Linked DNA regions of Arachis hypogaea: region 2 is linked to region 1. Evidence: chromatin contacts called from public Hi-C data. All regions are on one chromosome and are shown on one strand. The core of a region is the stretch at or near the end of the contact, and the rest is flanking DNA. Distances in the headings are between cores, read along the strand shown.

Region 1 (7,002 bases), core at 985-3,484:
TGCATATGATGCACCACACCAATTACATTTAGCCCTAGGATGTGATGGCTTGGACTTAGGATCCTTTGTAAAGTGTTTCCAAGTCCAAGATCTAGGTCTAGAAGGTTTTCTATTACCTTCATTAGCTTCATCCTTGCCATCCTCTTTATTAGTTTCCACAGTGCTTGGAGCTGGAATTGTAGGAGTTGCTCCCGGAATTGCACCCACATTAGTTGAGTCAACCTTCCACTTCTTTGATCTAGGATGGGGTGGGGGTTTGGTAAGCACACCGCTGTCCGTTGAAGAACGTACCACGAACTCAACATTTTCACCCCCAACTTCAGGCGTCCACTTATTGGGCACCTCATTGCTTGTTGGATGCATATATATAAACAGAACAATGAAAAATTAGCATTTTTAACTCATGAACAACACCAAAAGTTTTGTTTCCAGCAACAAAACCACAACAACTCATAAGCAGCTTATGAAAAATTAGCATTTTTAATTATATACAGCCATATATATACAGAACAAAACCACAGCAACTCATAACAGTACAACTAAAGCAACTGATAAGCAAAACCAATTTAAGACATAAGCAGCTGATACACAACTCATAAGCAAAACCAAAGCAGCTCATAAACAGAACCATAACTAATTTATTTTTTCCCCATTTCTCTATTCGTGTTTATGAATTGAAACGTAGGATACATAAGTAATGCTAACATATTCTAACAACTAGAAGGCAAGTTATTATTTCACAAGCAATGTATTCAATGAATGTCTCTATTTTTCATCCAGGAAAAAAATGAAAATAAAAAAAGAAAGCGATGCATGATCCTGTGAATTCTTGATGCAGGCAATACAAAACTTAGATTAAGAAAAAAAATAAATGAATCTCAAGGAACCTAAAGGATCCAATGGACTTACGGCAAGGCTAGGAATAAAAGATACAAGAACTTGATTTGATAAACACTTAACCAGAATTCGAGAGAAAATGAGATAGAGGAAAATTGATATCATTCATGGTTGATAAATTGGAAAGCTACCCTATACAAGTGGACAACACTCACAGAAAATAAGAAATAACCAAAACAAAAGTAAATTGGAAGAAATTAAAAGATAAGAAACTCACATAACAGTACAACTCACTAAAAATCCCACAAACAGAATTTCTAAAAACAGAACCGCAAATAGAATTTCTAAAAACAATTATTCATGTTAAATCAAGTACAATATCACTATAAATCCCACTAAATCAAGTACAAATATCATTAAAAATATTGCAGACTAGGATTTTGTTGACAATATATACATTATTTACTGTAAAAAAACCAAGCACAAACTCTACCCTCCGAAGAAGACATTCTTCAGTTCAGTTGCTTTTTGCAGGGGAGGGCTTGGTGACAGGAGTGTTGCTCGAGTTGGACTGCTCGGCCACTGGAGTCTTGCTTGGCGACTGGATTGCTGCTCGGCGACGGACTGCTGCTCGGCGAATGTGGCGACGGACTGGTTGGAGTGCTGCTCGGCTTTGGCTTTGTTGCGACGGCGACCCAGCGACGGCGACCCTGCGACGATGATGAATGAACGCCTTCGAGCAAGGATTGGCGACTTCCTTGATGGTGGACACTGAACAACACTCTCTGGCTCCCTCAGGCTCTCCTTCTCTTAAGCATGGAGGTCGGAGGTGGAACCGTGGAAGAATGGGAGAGAAAAGTTTTTTGTGGGTGAGCCGTTTAGGATTCGCGTAAAGGGAGAAGAAAAAAGCTAGGGTTGTGGCTGAGTGTCCCTTAAATACCTAGGTTAAAGGGCAACAAAGTAAAAACACACATTACTGAACCCTCATTCTTCGGTTCGGTCCGGTTTGGTTCAATTTCTGTCGAGTCAACCGAGAATCGAACCAAACCGATCAATTTAGTTCAAAAAAATAAAAAACCGATTTTTTTGATTTTCTAATCGATTGTTGTAAAATTCAGCTCGATTCTACGATAATTTTCGATCTGGTTCGGTAACTTACACCCCTATTCATATCCAAGAGGGTGATCTGAATCGAATAAAATTGAATAACAAATTTAAAATTGATTTATAACTGGTTATATATTAATCGAATTCTTAAACGCAAGTACATGTACATCCAAATTTATATATTTTTCATTCAAAAATTGACTATTTGTTTTATTCGTATAAATATAAATTGTCTATTTTTTATTTTCTTTTTTTGGCGGGGTTAAAAGTTTTACTTAAAACAATTAATTAAGACCATTCGTCAAAGCCTACTCTCTCACCGTCTCACGGGCATAAACAAGAATGCGAATGGCTACAAAGACACACTATTGCTAAAATTCAAAACAAGGAATACAGCATAAGGGGTACTACCGTAATTACACACCCCAACGCAAAACGTGGCGTCAGAAGACAGGACCAACAACAGCTGTTACAGTTTCTGTTCATCCTATATTCTCAATCTTGCCCTCCAACCTTCGTTTGCAATTACAACACAGTGCCACTTCCTCTCTCTCCTTTCTCTCACTCTCATCTCTCTCTCTCCTCACCGGTTAGCTAAAGTTTTACGTTTCCCGATCTCTCTCTTCTCGCACGCGCTTCTCATTCTCACCTTCGCCACGCGACAATGGCGGTTTCAGCTCCAACGCTTCTTCTCTAGAGTGTAAAAGAGTTTCGGTTTTTCCTATTTTTTTCTTTAAGCTACAATGCCGTTTTGTTCCAGCTAGAAAAGAGCATCTTCGATTTTCTCGAACAGATTCGAACTTCGGGAGAGAGAGAGAGAGAGAGAGAGAGCGCGCGCGAGAAAGTGAGATTCATTTTCTCGTTCAGCTCCCGTTGCGTTCGGTTGTTGGAACCTTCTTTTCGGGTGACGTTACCGAGAAAAAGGAAAAAGAGAAGTGAGTTAGGTTCTTGTGGCTTTTGGATTGGGGCTTTTTTAGAAGGGTTTTTTGTAGTTACTATTTTGCCCCTAGGGTTCGTGGAGTTTTCGATTTTAGGAGATGAATCGCAGTTTCAGGGCTCAAGAATCGCAAATGCAAGGTGCGTTGAAGCAGAGGCAGCAACAATTTGGGGGTTTGAGGGGTTCTTCTGCCGCGAAAGAGAAGGACGAGGAACTCGCATTGTTCCTTGAGATGAAGAAACGTGAGAAGGAGCGCAACGATCTTCTGCTTCACACCTCAGAAGAGTTCGATTCAGCTCTCGGTATAGATTTCATGTTCAGAGTTTCTTCGTTTTTTTTTTTAATTATTTTCTAATGTTTAGATGACTTTAGTTGACTGAGATTAGTGGCCTTTGAACTTGGATAAGTTATTATTTCGAGATTAATGGTTTGCAGGTTCAAATTCGAATCTGAGTACTTCTCCAATATTCAACATTTCTTCATCAACGCCGGCACCTATGAGGAAGACCGGTGCTGATGATTTTCTCAATTCTGAAAATGATAAAAATGATTATGACTGGTATGTTCTTACCTTTCTATTTATGGCTTGCCTAATTTTTATCCAACGCGTTTATCTTGCTTGCCAATTGCCATCGTGTTTATTAGTGTCAATTATGGAGTTTTAAGTTTCTTTTGTTGACATTTCTTTTTCCTTTTTATGGGACCTTAGATCCCTAAGCATTGTTTTTCAATTTAACAGTGTTTTTGCCGGTATCCGACCCTGTCTTGCATAGATTTTCACTATTGTCATATTTTTCTGAGTTATACACGGTACCATTGTTGGTGTTGGCTGCTTTCATTTCCATATTACACCAAACGATATTTCATATGTATAAGTATATGGATTTTGATTTTGTTATTTGAGTTTCCTCCTTTTTGGGGGAAGTAGATGTGATGTCCCTTCTACCTTGAACCCTGCTTGTTTCAAGGCTTGATGTGATTATAAATAGTGACTTTCTTCAAGTGAGTAGTTTTGAAATTCTTCACAAAAAGTCAGAACACATTCTGTTCTTTGAGAAAATGATAAAATGAAGCTCTTGATATCTGAAAATGATTAATTCAACTTGGAAGCAACAACAGCTTGTGCAACTCTTTCTCAAAAGATGAATCTGAGTTCTTGTTCATCTCCCAAAGAAATAGAGAATAATGTAGAATAATGGACAAATTTCAAATTTTTTTCAAAAAGATCTTTAAAAACTGTTAAGAATTAGTTGTAGGTTGGGATGATGAGGTTGTGGTTGCTTTTTTCTTTATTTTACTATACACTTTTTTTCAATTGCTTATCCACTTTTTAAGTTTTCATAATTATGATGATAAAGGCATTGTTAGTCGATTTTTTGGCAGTCCCCATAATAAAATTTGAATAGAAAATTTGAGAAGCATATGGCTAACTTATATGCTTTGATGAGAAATGAATTTGTTAGCCAATTTGGAAAGCAACAGATTCTTAATTATTCTGCATTCAAGATTCAAGAAAAAGGTCTCCATACACTGGATGAATCATTTGGGACAACGCTTAGGCTTTACCATGCTTGCTAAGATCTTTCCAATAACATGACCTTCTAGCTTAATTCTTTTATTGGTCCCAAAATTACAGTTAAGAATGCAATTCGAAACCCATTAGCACAGTTAAGAATCTTTCGGGTTTACAAATAAGACATCAGAACTCTAAAACTGACCAAATTACCACTTAAAACAAAAGCTTAAAAATTAGTTAAACTATCTGGAAATTAAATAGTTAACTGCTATTAATATTGCTGGTTTCTGTTACCACATGTAATTTAGTATCTGTCCTCCTACACTTGTAACTGACTTCGCCTGTTTAAGTTATGTATATGCTAGTGATGATTGTTGTTTGAATTGACACTTATCATGGTTATTGTTAATCTTTTCAGGCTTTTAACTCCTCCTGGTACTCCTCTTTTTCCATCTCTGGAGATGGAATCTCGAAAGACTGTTATGAGTCAGCTTGGAACTCCAGCCGCACGTCCCACAGCAGTAAAATCTAGAGTAAGCAGCTACTTCAGATCATGTGAATTGTCTTATCAATCAAATGGCAGGCATTCACCATTTGTATCTGATTTGACATTGTTAATGAAATTGTAATTTTCCTTATAAGTTCGTATTTTGAGTGAACTTTTGTTTGAATGTCATTATTTTGCAGTATCCTTACAATTGACAAACTTGACTTTAAGCTGAAAAAGGTGATTTGACTAGAAATGACTTATTATATGTATTCCCTAAGAACCCCTTGCTTTGAGTGCCGCACTATGGCAAATATGCATTGATCTCATTGTTACCTTCGAGTAAATTTATAAGTCTTGGTTTTTACCTTTTATAATGATAAGAAAATTGTTGATGCTCTATTGTTGTACTGTTTTTTTTTTTTTTAAATAATAAAGTAGGGTTCTTTTAGTGCTTTGCTGAAACATTTTAGTCCAATTGCATTGATTTTTCTATTTTTCTGATGCCACGAACTGGGATAAAGCTTGGTTGTCTGTTTTAGTTTCAGGTATTTTTTTTCTTATATTTGTTTCCTTGTGGTTTTATAGTTGGCAAATCCTCAGTCTGAGCCTGCTGGCAGGACAAACTTAGTATCTAAACAATCAGCTTCCTCCCCATTGAGCTCTTCAAGTGGTGGAACAAGGAGGCCATCTTCGTCAGGAGGTCCTGGATCACGGCCTGCAACTCCTACTGGCCGTCCTACCTTGACCACAACTTCAAAACCATCAAGGCCTTCAACACCTACTCGGGCTACTTTATCTTCATCTAGGACCACAGTTCCTACATCCAAGACTATAATTTCCACAAACAGGTCGGCAGTTTCTGCCACCAAGACTTCCACCTCTGCTACTAAGATCGCAACTCCTGCAGCTAAATCCACCATTCCATCGAGATCCTCTACCCCTTTGTCAAGATCTACAGCAAGATCATCAACACCAACTAGCCGACCTACTTTGCCTCCTTCCAGGTCCACATCAAGAGCATCTACCCCTACTCGGCGACCATTGACACCATCAAGTGAACTCAATGTTTCTTCGTCTTCAATTAAGATTCCTTCAAACTCCAGGCCAGCTTCTGCAACATCAAGGCAGCCTGCTACTGCAACATCAAGACAGCCTGCTACTGTGACATCAAGGCTGCCAGCCCCTGTGACATCAAGGCAGCCAGCTCCTGTGACATCAAAGCCGGTACCGTCACGTGGCACTTCACCAACAGTGAGATCTAGACCATGGAAGCCGTCTGAAATGCCAGGTTTTTCACTTGATGCTCCACCCAACCTAAGGACAACACTTCCTGATAGGCCACTGTCAGCAACTAGGGGCAGGCCTGGAGCCCCTACTTCTCGGTCTTCATCTATTGAGCCTGCTTCCACCGGAAGACCCAGACGGCAATCGTGTTCTCCTTCAAGGGGGCGATCTTCCAATGGAATTGCTCACATCAGCGGAAATTCTATGCCAGCAGTTAGCCGCGGGCATTCCAAAGTGAATGATAATGTCAGTCCTGTTGTAATAGGGAACAAAATGGTCGAGAGGGTAATAAATATGCGAAAACTAGCACCACCAATGTCTGATGACAAAAACTCTCCCCTTAGTAATTTGTCTGGCAAGTCCACTTCATCTCCAGATAGCTCGGGCTTTGGAAGAACACTTTCAAAGAAGTCCTTGGATATGGCTATTAGGCACATGGTATGTATCTTCCCAACATTTTATGCACTAGATGAAAATAACTATGTTAAAAATTTCAATGCTGCAATCTGTAGTTAATTAGTGCATGGCATTTCAAGATTTAGAGATTTTATGGCATCAAAGTACCTTCATTCTATTTTGGAAATAGATTCTCTCAATTGATGTTGTTAAGCGATTTCTTACCATATAATATCTTCTCTCTCATGTTTTTTCTTAGTCTTATTTAAAGAGAGTGTATAGTGAGAGATTATGCTTAACAATTGAGAGAATCCATTTCCCATTCTATGATGATTTTGCTTAATTATTGAATTGGATAGATTTTTTCTAGCAATATAATCCTTCTCTCACCAATTTACTTGTTTCTCATTGGATAGGATATAAGGAGAACAATTC
Region 2 (6,259 bases), core at 1,758-4,257, 53 kb after region 1:
AACCGAACTAGATTGATAATAAATGGACCATTTTCTGTCAAATTGATAAATTCTGATCAAGTACATTAACATAATATTAGGGTTGAGAGATTCTTAACTTGTGGATAATAAGATTAAGGTTGATGAGTTGTCAACTTGCACATTTGTTTTATGCTATCTTAGAGTAGTTACTCTTAGAGTTATCTTTCTATTTAGTGCTTTAGTGCATTGTTTATAAAAAGAAATTAGAAAGCTAGAAGAAATTAAAATATATTTGTATATTTATTATTATGTATATGATATAATAAAAGGTACCATTTATTTACGTGTTAACCAAATAAAAAAGAAATTAGAAGGATAATTCTCTATAAATTCAAATTTAAATACTAATCTAATTAATATTTAGATATTATTTTAATATTTTTTAAATTCAACTAGAGTTAATATGACTATCTTGAATTTCAATACTAAAGTACAAAAATTTATCAACATATAAATAAAATTGTGAGAATTTTGCATCCAAACGGAATTGTTAAAAATTCAAAATAAGCGATACTACATAAATTTAGAAAGTAGACAAAACTGAAAAAATTTGAAAACAAATAAAACGGCTGAAAATTCGAAATGCAGATAAAATTACAGAAACTTGTGGTACATATTGAACTGCAAAAATCTCTAACAAGTAAAATTGCTCAAACTTGAGATGCAAATGGAATTGCGTAAACTTAGACTTGGTGACATGATGATAAAACATGTAAGGGGACAAAGGTTTTTTTTGGGAGTTGAACTACTTGAGTGGTGTATCAAGGTGTGAGTAGAAATGGCAATGACTAGGATATGGTTTGGACTCTATCTTAATTCTATTCGTCGATCGAAAACTTTCTTAAAATTTAACCCTAACCTTACTCGCATCCTAAAGTTCTCAATCCTATCATGTCCGACTCTATCCACAAAAAAATCAATTTTTTTCAAACAAATATAAAATTCAATCATTCCATATTTCATACATACTAATAAAATAGAAAATAAAAAACAAAGTTTAAATTAAAATTAAAAATAATAAAATTTTAACGAAATCTAACATAAAATTACAAATAGCATGATCATTAAGTTCTTAATAAAATTAAAATAATATAAACAAAGATAAATATTTTGTCACTCTTTTTCTAACTTTTATTTCTTCCAACATTACTTTTTAAATAACAAACATACTAAATTAGTAATTTAAATAATTAGTTAAATGGTTACTTTGATGTTAAAAAAAAAAGAAAAAAAAAATTATGGGTTTAATACCCACTTTCTTTAATTCATATTAAATTTTTAAATATATATCATATAATATATTAGAGGTGCGAATAAAAAAAGATAAAGTATATCCTAAATCTGCACTCTAACTTATTCGCAATAAATCAAATAAACAGGATAAATAATTCTATCTAATCAGATTGAGTTAGATTAAATTTTCGCAAATAAAATATATATTGTCGGCCCTAAGTGTGAAGTGCATAACAACACCATTTGGGCAACAAAAAACTGGTGATCAAACAAAAGCTATAAAAAAAAATGGGGTGTTATATACATGAACAAAATTTGCCCTCAATAGAGAATTTGGGCAACAATCTCATACTATTGGATGCTATAGTTTTGATAACACGTTAAAAATGATATATGTATATTTATTTACCATGTGTATCTACTATGTACATGATATGATAAAAGTGTTAACTTATTTATAGGCCTTAAACAATGCCAAAAAAAAAAGATAACCGTTTAATATTTAAATTTAAATATAAATACTAATTTAATAATACTTTAATACTATTCCAACAAAAATAAAAAAATTAAATATAAGAAATTAATTTTTAACAAATTTATATTAGTAAATTCTTTATATAAAATTACATTTTTAATCCTTATCTTTATTAGAATTTAAATTTATAATTAAAAATTTAAAATTTAGAATTTAAAATTTAAGATTTATAATTTAACTTAAAAAATTAGCTAATATTAAAAAAAATTAATTTCTTAGTTGATCTCGATATAAAGATAAAAATAATAATAAACTAAAGCAGCGGTGAAAAGATTTTCAAAGCGACAGACGCCAACTCATCCTTATCAATAATACTCCAATAACCCTTTTAGGCTTTTAGCTTATGAAGTCATGAGCTTCTATTTTGAGTTTGTCCATCAATCATGTAACAAAACTCCTCTTTATTTTTCACTTTAAATGGACTTGCTAGCCATGTGAGGCAAATTCACTGCAATACTCCTATTCAATTTTGTTTATATCATTCAACAAAAAAAGTAGGGCCCAAACAAAAAAATAGTAGGGCCCACACAAAATCATACAAAGCTATATCACTATTAACGGCTGTCTATAATAATCGTTATTGGGGGCGAATGATTATATTGGTCATTTAAAGGGCTGGAAAATATTATTAGAAAATTTCGTGCATGTCTTTACTTTGATTTGATTTTGATGTCCCTATTTCTAGGTACATACAATAAGTTTTATAATTAATCATAATCATTCACCATAATGTATCTATGATATGAAAATTTATTCAAAAGATATATAGCTAGGATAATATAGTCCTATGTTTTTTAACTTTTTTTTTTTTGGATCAATATGTTTTTTAACTTAGTGATACATAGTAATAGTATGATTTTTGGAAGGTATGATTTTTGGTGGGCATTGATAACATTTGGCGAAAAGCCCAAATGTGTCCACTTGCTTGATGAAATTTGTCATGCTGGCCCACCCTCCAAACCCAAAGCCCAGTACAAAAACCCATACTACCACAAATGCGTTGACTATGTACATGACTGTCCAATTAGGGATGAACCATGGCAATTTCTCTGCAGCATTCTGTTCAAAAAAGACCAAAATATCATCAATTAAAAATTAAAAAAAAATTATAAAAGAAAGATCCTTGAAAAATTAGTAAGCTTGTTTTGTAATTGTTGATACTTGATAGTCAGAAGTAGTGCAAATGTAGTAGCTAACTTGCTGGCATGAATGCCTGTTTGGACTTAGGATGGGATAGTAATCTAGTATAGTGATGTGACTACTATGTAGGGTCACTTTAAGGAGTTAGGTTTAGACATGATCCAACCCATTGTTAAAAGTGTTATTTTACTTGGGGAATATTTACCGCTGTTTCTCTTATTTTAGCCATTAATCTCAATTATATATATATAATATGACAGAAATTAATGGTTAAAACAACTAGAACACTTAATTATGTGATACACTTGAAATTTTTCTATTCTTCCACTTGAGTCGATTCACTCTCCCATCATAAGATAAGGTATCTGACTTAATTGATGTAGGTTCAATACCCAATCAAACGAAATCTATATCAGATTTCTTAAAAGAGTGATTAGCGAACCTAGCTTATGGTTAGGGTTAGGGTCACTACTGGTATTAAAGATTATAGCATATAACTATCTAAATGACAAAGAAAAGACACCAACCATATCTTGTCTCAATAATTTTTCCAAATTCGGATATGATAGAAAATAGAAATAGTGGGATTGGGACTTATACCGTCTTGGAGATAGAAAGTCAGTTGCAGGTTAAAAATAGTGAAGCTGGAATGATATCCTCGAAACACATACACACCGCACCACCAAAAGAGTATTAAGAATACATTTATATGCTGGTCAACCAATTGGAAGTCATGGATTCCCAACGTACTCCTCTTTTTATTTATTTATTTGTTATTGTTATTATCTTAGTCCTCTCTATAGCTAGCTTTTTTGCTTTAAAGATTAATGTGGGTAATCACATCAAACAAACACAACCTAAATTTATTATATTGTCAAAGAAATTTTCTTTTTGGGCAATACTAAAAGATTAAATTTTACTAATTTGAGTAATTTCTCTTGAAGTTAAGTCATATTACACATGATATCTTTTCAAGGGATGGAGTAATATTTTATGAAGTATAAAAGTGCTAAAATAATTTTGTATAATTTCTCATATAAAAATGTTGTAAGGAGTCAGAGGTCAAATAAGCCCTTTGAGGGACATAAGTGAAGTTAGTTCCTTGGAGGATTTAATTTATTAAAATGTGGGAGCAAAGTGAACATTAAGTGGTAGACACAAAAAGGTAAGGATTTGTGTTTTACCTGTCTAGAGGAGGCAGACTTGAAAGTGAGCATATGGGCAGAGGCAGGAATGATGTAGACAGTGAAACTGACCAAGAGAGCACCCACAGCTGAGTTTATAGGCCCAAAGAATGGGAAGATTATTGCCAGAAACCATATTGGTATTACCACTGGTAACCTTGCTAATGCCCTCAAACATATGCTCTTTGTGTCATGCATCCCTATCACTTTTTCCCACACAAAATACAATGGCGTACAGGCAAATCCAAATGTGATGAACTGTCTCAATTATGCATAGGTTAGTAAATACCCCGATTATAACATTAAGTTACAAGCATATGTGTTATATTATTTATACTTCATATTTTGTTACTAAAGCCCTTGCCTTGCTAGGCCTCATTAGTTCCCTTTTTTTTTTTTGAGCATTTTAAATGGCTCTTTCTTGTAGAACTTTTCGTAAAGAAGGAAACTAAAAACAGTAAAAATACAATTTTATTGTTTTCATTGTTATATTTTTATTCTTTATAAAATCTTGAAAATAGGCTTATTTTAGATTTCATTTGATTTGTGTTTTTATTTTTATTTCTGTTTTTAGAATTTTTGCGAGGATAAAACTAAAAATAGGAAACAGAAATACGGTTTTTTTCTTCTTTATAGAATTGTGAAAATATAAAACATTAAAAATCAAAGTAATATATATTTTAAAACCAAATAGGTCTAGTTTTTATTTTATTTTCCATTTTTCGGGTTTTTTTTGAAGAAAAACTTAAAAACTAATTTTATTATATCATTTTCTTTTCAAAATTCGAAAATAAAAAAGACTAAAAAAATATAAACCAAACACGTCTGATTTTTTTTTTTTTTTTTGGGGGGTCATTTGGTCATGTTCTTTTTTACACTAAGTTCATATTAACGTTACATTAGCCATTTGTAAACCAATCAAAAAACTAAATAATTGGTTTAAAAAAATTACTAAAACACTATTAATATTTTCAGAATGACAATTATTTTTAACCAGAAAGAGAAATCCATTTAGAATTTGTGATTCGTCAAGCAAGCTAGGTAGCTCAAGGGAAATGAATTAAATGTGGACCTGGTGAATGAGCATTAGGATGACTCCGGCGTCGCGCCAACCGTTCCGGGGGAGGAGGGAGAAGGCGTTGGAGTGGTCCAGGAGTTGATCACCAAAGGCCCAGTAAACGGCAGTGGCAGATGGTAGGGTTAGGGTGAACACATAAAGAGTTGCATAAAGATAGATATATTTGAACTTCTGTGGCTTCCACATTGCATGCATGATTTCCCTGCCAATAATAGTCATAGTCATCATCATATCTTAGTATTTCACTACAACTTTAATCTTAAAAAGGTGAAATTGTTTGGTCAAAAATCAATGAGCTGTACTTGAAAAAAGAATCGAAAAAATTCTTAGTTACATCAAGAAATTGTGCAATCATAAAAAATTTCCACGCGCATAATGAGAGACAGTAAAAATGTCACAAAATTTTCTTCATTTTATAGGTTTAAGTAGGTGCAACTGAGACATTGTGGGGTCAGGGCTTCACTTTAAAATTTCAATAAAGATTCAATTTTTTGTTTGTCATGGTTGTGACAGATTATTATATATAACACTAAGCCAAAGACATGGAGACATACTAATTGTAATGCAATGCGGTTCAAAAGTGCCAGATATACAGTTTGTCTTATTTACGAAAGTGCCATTGGAAATGCAAGCAAAAAAGGCCGCAATTGAAGAAAGAGTCTGTGGCTCTGTGAAATGAAATTATCCAACGCCACTAATGATGTGTGAATTGGACTATATATTTAAGTACATAAAGAACAATGTGATTATTATTTTGTCTAACTTAATGAGCAAAATAATAAGGAAACGTCTCAGTGGAATATCAAAAATAAAAAGGGGACTTACACGGTGACGGCGTGGCCGCCGAAAGTGTAGAGAATGTTTGTGGCGCCTGTGAAATACAATACCATTTTGGATGGGCCCGAATGGGTCACATTTTCTACCTGCATCATTAAATTTATTTATTTTATCTTTTTTTTTTTTAATGGAGGCTTTATGAGATCTAGCGAAACCATTTGAAAATATTTAGAAAGCAAATCTCTGTTTAGCCAGTGGACTCAATAGTCAATTGGGCTATATTTTATTATT

What was found. Hi-C and Micro-C count contacts between places; a contact is called where the count stands out from the background.
Region 2: a contact with region 1 is called in a Hi-C map of leaf, with 2.1 times the contacts expected there. The contact joins the enhancer-like site here to the promoter of LOC112715412 in region 1. A contact is called at or near these places in 2 of 8 Hi-C or Micro-C datasets (both in leaf).

The regions. Positions count from the first base shown.
Region 1 is chr10:25,001,810-25,008,811 of arahy.Tifrunner.gnm2.J5K5, forward strand. LOC112715412 reads left to right here and starts at 2,235. Exons shown (of 5, transcript XM_025767180.3): 1 at 2,235-3,183; 2 at 3,317-3,440; 3 at 4,816-4,930; 4 at 5,473-6,609; 5 at 6,984-7,002. The coding sequence starts at 2,982.
Region 2 is chr10:25,053,969-25,060,227 of arahy.Tifrunner.gnm2.J5K5, forward strand. It overlaps LOC112715415 (auxin transporter-like protein 1), which reads right to left. Exons shown (of 9, transcript XM_025767182.3): 6 at 6,017-6,114; 7 at 5,186-5,393; 8 at 4,114-4,371; 9 at 2,391-2,848. The coding sequence ends at 2,621. Among protein-coding and RNA genes, the nearest start is that of LOC112715415, 5.5 kb to the right of the region's middle. Within about 2 kb of position 3,008, at least 2 of the 3 cell types and tissues checked have open chromatin away from gene starts, as enhancers often do.